Regions from separate parts of the Mus musculus genome. Here region 2 is linked to region 1. The links are chromatin contacts, called in public Hi-C maps. All regions are on one chromosome and are shown on one strand. Each heading gives the region's core, a stretch centred on a gene start, on an enhancer-like site or on the middle of the called end of the contact. The rest is flanking DNA. Distances are from core to core; before and after follow the strand shown. Region 1 has its middle 9.8 kb from the start of 1700021F02Rik. Region 2 has its middle 16 kb from the start of Klhl8.

Region 1 (2,793 bases), core at 126-2,625:
GAGGGAAATGGGGAGCGAGGAGCTGGAACAGGAGCAAGAGCAGGAGAGCAACAAAGTGGGGGGGGGGGGGCAAGGAGCCCTTTTTATAGAGAGTCAGGCACACCTGGCTATTGCCAGGTAACTGTGGGGCGAAGCCTAGACTAAATGCCAACAAAAACTGTCTTCCACAAGCTGTCCCTCTAACCCACACATGCACACATACATACATACATACACACACACACACACACACAAAGTAGATAGATAGATAATTTTTAAAGTGATAAATGTGTAGCCATCAGCTTTAAAATCTAATTTTTATAGAAGGAATTGGATTTCAATTCCTCTTACTTTATCAGAAATAGATTTAATCCAAGTTTTTTTTTTAACCACAAAAGTGGGGAAAAAAAGCCTAGCCTTTTAATAGTTATTATTTTATTTTTGAAAACTATTTGTTCCTACTCTCTAACGTTCTGGTTTTTGTTTTTGCTTTTTACCATATCTAGCCCCTTAACTCCATTTGGCTTTACCTCCTAATTAGCCTCCATTGAAAGATTTCGGTCTGTCCCTCACCCATTGTGTGAGCTTTGACCCTGGCTGTGGCACATAATGAACCTTCTCTGGTGGTGAGAAGTGCTTAAGGAGATTTATTTGTTTTTAAGGCTGAGCAGCCACTTTGTCTATTTCACTGGAGACAAAGATTTAAAGCTAGAAACAGGCGCCCAAGAGAGCAGTTGCCTTAGGATTTTTAGAAGGCAAGAAATTCAAATTAACCCCATGTAGCCATCTGTCAGAACTGCCAATCTGACGGGAAAGCAGTGAGCACTTGGTGTTCGGCTGCTGGCTGCTTGCTTTCCCTAACTTGGCAGCACTGAGTTACTTCTCTCTGCTATTTAAAGCCAAGTGCAGCCCAATCGTGGGGTTTTACCGATTCTAAAGGAAAAACCACAGAAGGAACCGCAACACTGAAGGCGAAGGAGACGCTTCAGTGCCTTCAAAACCAAACTCTTCATGACATTTTCACTTTCCTTCCCAGTAAAATGTTTGAAGGACAAAGCTGGTCTTAAATGAGGTGATGTTGGACTTGTTTACATACAAATAATATCCTAGCAATTTAATGTTACAAGACAGACTGTTTCTTTTCCAAATGGTAGACACCTGTCTAATTCATGTGTGGGGAGACACAGCCCGTAGCTTAAGCCTTAGGTCTTAAGCACCCAGCACAGTGATTATGAATCATGGGTCGGCGTTATTTAATGTTGCTTTAAATCTAGTGCTATGGATTTCATTTCAAACAGTCATCATCCCAACATAAATCTTGTCTGCAGGAAGAAGCGCTCTACCCTGCGGCCCTCCCTCTCTTTACCTTCCATCCCCCTCAGGAGAAGACAGGCTATGAGGGCTGCAGACAAAGGGGCGGGTACGGAGGGAAGATCAGACAAGAGGAGACACTGGGAACTCCTCCCACCCACCCGTTTCAAAAGACTATGCCCTGTTGTAGCAATGTGAAGTCTATAATTGGTTGGCTTATCTCTCCCAATAAGCAATGTTTTGATAAAAAAAAAAAAAAAAAAAAATACGATGGCCAGAAACATCTGCCAAGCTTGAACTCCTCACCCAGTAAATTTTCAGACTAAACTGGTGCCTGTCCTAACCACGCCTCAGCGTGAAATCTCTCATCCTACCAGAAGGTGTTGAAAGTGGGGGGCCACAGCGAAACCATTACAGGGCTCTAGGTTACGCCTAATAAAAATAAAAGTAGGACTATTTAGACAAACCACAACTACCTAGCAAAGCTTTAAACTTGACTTTTTGTTTCAGGCTGGGATACTGAGAGATACAAAGAGCTGGTTCTTGGATTTTAGCTATACAAGAATTGTAACTGTTACAGTAGGGTTAAAATGTGAGAATGCCTGAAGCGCTTCACTCCTGTGACTAAGCTGTCACAATATTTACATTGTGTCCCTGTCATGCCTCCTACCTCTCCCTGCTCTCCCCAGCAGGTCTCCCAGGGCCCTTTCTGTGTCAAAAGGGGAGACTTTTGTCAGACAGAAATTGTACCTTTCCAAAGGATCCTTTGTTTGATTGTGTTGATTGATTGTCATGTTTATTTCTTTAAGCTTCTTTTTTCCAGAACCCTGGATGACTCCTTTCATTTTGATTTTTGTTCACGAAATCACGTTTTTAGGTCAGTTGGCTCTTTTTAGAGAGATATTACATATGGTTATGACTCTTCTTTCAAAATCGTTCAGTAAATTGATTCTTTATTTGTTTGAACAGTACGGAAACTAAGCCGGTAGCAGATGAACAAAAACATGAATGAGCTGGAGCAGTCTACACTGGGTGTCTGCTGATGCTCTGAGGCGTCACGGGGACACAAAGGGTGGTGCAAAAACGCCAGGCCACAAACCTCACACTAATATTAGAAATAAATTAGTAATGATTAAAACAGAAGCTATTATGTAGTTGTATCATCCCATACAAACATTATTAGAATATTAGAGTTTACTGAACTCTAGTCAAGAATCAAGTTCTCTATAACTCAAATGCACTTCATCTCCCACATGTCCAGGGTCCTTAGAGTGCTGAACAGCTCCTCTAATGGACGTGTTCAAGGTATTAATGAGACCCTGCCTCCTCATCACTCAAAGCTGCAAAACCTGCCCCCTTCATGCAACTTACAGAAACAGAGAAATGTAAGAGTGGGAAGCAGAAATGTGAGGCTTATGTAGGGTGGCCACATTGAAAAGAGGAATACACAAAGTGTCGGACAACCCCACGGCCTTTCTCGGGGTGCTGACATGAAGTTTAAGT
Region 2 (2,827 bases), core at 326-2,825, 590 kb after region 1:
TTGTCTGTGGGACATACAAATATTCTCTTTAAAATTTCTTGGTTTTACATCTTATATTTATATATGGAGTTTTTATATGATATATTTTGATATATAAAAATTTACAGCATTATCATCTGTGTTCATTTTAGATAACCCACAGGAGAAAGTCAAAGTATTTCAATTTCTTTTCTTCCTTTTCCCCTGTGGTGCCAGGAGATCTAAACTCAAGGCCTCACACATGCGTGAAATCCACAACTTAACTGCATCCTCATCCCTTTTTGTTTTTTATTTATTTATTTATTTATTTATTTATTTATTTATTTATTTATTTATTTATTTATTTATTTATTTTGTTTTTCGAGACAGGGTTTCTCTGTATAGCCCTGGCTGTCCTGGAACTCATTTTGTAGACCAGGCTGGCCTCGAACTCAGAAATCTGCCTGCCTCTGCCTCCCGAGTGCTGGGATTAAAGGCGTGCGCCACCACGCCCGGCTCTTAATTATTATTTTTTAAATATGAATTTATTTCTGTGTGTGCCTGCGTACGTCTACCACATGCATGCAGTACCCACATCGACCAGAAGAGGGCGTGCGACCTATGGTATTAGGTATGGGTGCTGGGAACTCACACAAGTTTCTACAAGAGCTGCAGCAAGGGCTTTTAACTGCTGAGCTATTTCTCCAGCCTGAATGTATTACTATTTTTAATTTAAAATTTAAAAGTACACTATTCTGCGTGGCAAGAGGTGGAGTGCATGCACATCACAGTCAGTGTGTGGTCAGAGGCAACTTGTGGGAGTTAGCTCGCCTAGGTGGGTTTCTGGCTACAACTCGGGTCGTCAGGCTTGTTGGAAAGTGCCTTTACTCTCTGAGCCATCTTGCTGACCCTTATTTTACTTATTATTTTAAACATTATTCCATGAAAATTTCTTCTTTTAGGGGGTCTCCAAGATGTCTTCATCATTATTTAGGCATCTCATAAGCTAAAAACCCCCAGACAAGCCGACTATTTGCTATAGTCAGCGCTGCATTCTCTCCTGCAAGGATCTCTCCTTTAGATGCAGAAACGTTGTGATGTATTTAAACCGCCAGGAGAAGGCATAAAAATATCCCGGACTACCATTTAAGATGAATTGGATAGAGAATATTTGAGAAAGTCGTAATTATCAATAAATTATCACTCAGTGTGGGCTATATAGCTAATGAAGCACGAAAAATTACTCTGTATCGCTGGGATACAGTGAGGAGAAAGAGGGAGGAAGGGAGGGAGAAGAAGGGGAGAAAGAGGGACAATATTTCAAAGTGTGTATTTAAATTATTAAATTACTATTATTTCTATAATAATACATATTATATACAATATATAATAAGATATTAATTCTATTATTAAGCATGGAGAGTAGCTAAGAAAGGGCCTATTCTCAAACTGCAGAGTCCACTAGGTCCTAATGTCCTCCTGGAGTAAACAGGACCAGTCAATTAACTAGCCCAAGAACGGTCAAATTTATTTTTGGAACTGCGTAGTGGAGAAGGGATTGAGTGCCACTGAATAATTGGTAAACGCTCGGAGCGCCCTCTGCTGGACGGTCTTGGTAAAGGAGTAGTAGTGAAGGAAATGAGCTCATAGGCTCAGAAGGAAAGTTTAGAACAGCGGTTAGGCTTTTGTAAAGGTCTTCCCACCTTCCCTTTAGTGAGCTCAAGCTCTGCTCCTGCCTCAGCGTCTTCGGCGTAGGCACCGCGGCGCACGGCACACACCAGTATATCCGCTTTACGTTTCTTTTCACCGTGATGAGTTCAGTTCTCTCAGCTCAGCACTCTGAACTTCTGGCGGATCCCCAGAGCCTGCACAATTTGCTTTCAAGAACATGCAACTTTCTCATCCAATACAGTCCCTTCTTTTTAGGTCCTCTGCTGTAGTTGGAGACTTTGGCTCTTAAACGCCCCTCAAAGGCACATGTGGCAATGACTCTATGCCTGCTGTGGTGATACTGGGGTGTGGTGGAGCTGTTAAGCAGTGGTGTAACCATGAGGGGGACTGAGGGCCCTGGACTTGTCCTGATCCTGTTTCATTTCTGGCCACCACGACGCCTCTCTCCGACGGAGAGACCTCAAAGCAGTAAATCGAGCCAAGCATGGACTTGGACTAGTTGGGCACGCGTCCACCGCCACTGAACTGTACTTTTGGCCTTTCCATCGGGATTTTGCACGAATAGGCACTTGGGTGCAGGGTTTACTCTGCTTACACTAGCGAGGCTACTCAGGACTTCTCAAGTGCTAGAAAATTGCTCTGTACTCTCATCCCTAAGACAACCGTAAATGTAAAAAATAAAAACTGGGATGTAGCTCACTGCTAGAGAGCGTTTGTAGATTGCTTAAGTCTTGGTGGAGTAACGCCAAAACAAACAATCCATAAAGGGTTTTGTTTTTTTAAAAATATATTGCAAATGTAAAATTTCTGGCATTCTGGACCTAGTACGGCTCTTGTGTTCACAAAGGCACAGGATCTATCTGGATAAGCTAGAGCCAGTACTAAGAAGCAGGCAGCTCAAATGCTGGGAGTTTTAGGTTGGTGGCTCCTTGGAGAGGGAGGGTATGGATAGAGGCAGGGCTGTGTCCCTGCTAAGCAGGAGCTCTACCACAGACCAGTGTCCCTGCTGTATCACAGGGCTGCCTCACAGTCATGGACTCATAATAAATGCGTTTTCTCCTCTTGCAAGAGCATCCCCAAGGAACCACTATAAAAGCAGGGGCAGCTCTGCTTTCCAGGCCCCACTGCGTACTTAGGAAGAGTGTTTTAAATCTGTTTTTCTTCAGAGCCAGTGGTCTTTGCTGCCCTCACCTTGGGC

What was found. A called contact is a pair of places that touch in the nucleus more often than the background predicts.
Region 2: a Hi-C map of uterus shows a contact between it and region 1, with 3 times the contacts expected there. The contact joins two enhancer-like sites. A contact is called at or near these places in 2 of 15 datasets of contacts at CTCF or cohesin (large pre-B cells and pro-B cells), 31 of 484 Hi-C or Micro-C datasets (B cells, the C2C12 cell line, the G1E-ER4 cell line and 22 more), 4 of 115 datasets of contacts at active chromatin or transcription factors (astrocytes, embryonic basal ganglia, embryonic limb bud and 1 more) and 1 of 9 other capture datasets (embryonic stem cells).

Annotation. Positions count from the first base shown.
Region 1 is chr5:103,335,401-103,338,193 of GRCm38.p6, forward strand. No RefSeq gene overlaps it. Among named protein-coding and RNA genes, the nearest start is that of 1700021F02Rik, 9.8 kb to the right of the region's middle. Within about 2 kb of position 1,376, at least 59 of the 459 cell types and tissues checked have an H3K27ac peak or open chromatin away from gene starts, as enhancers often do. A contact at or near this core is called in cerebral cortex and uterus, where this site is marked.
Region 2 is chr5:103,926,031-103,928,857 of GRCm38.p6, forward strand. No RefSeq gene overlaps it. Among named protein-coding and RNA genes, the nearest start is that of Klhl8, 16 kb to the left of the region's middle. Within about 2 kb of position 1,576, at least 127 of the 459 cell types and tissues checked have an H3K27ac peak or open chromatin away from gene starts, as enhancers often do. A contact at or near this core is called in cerebral cortex and uterus, where this site is marked.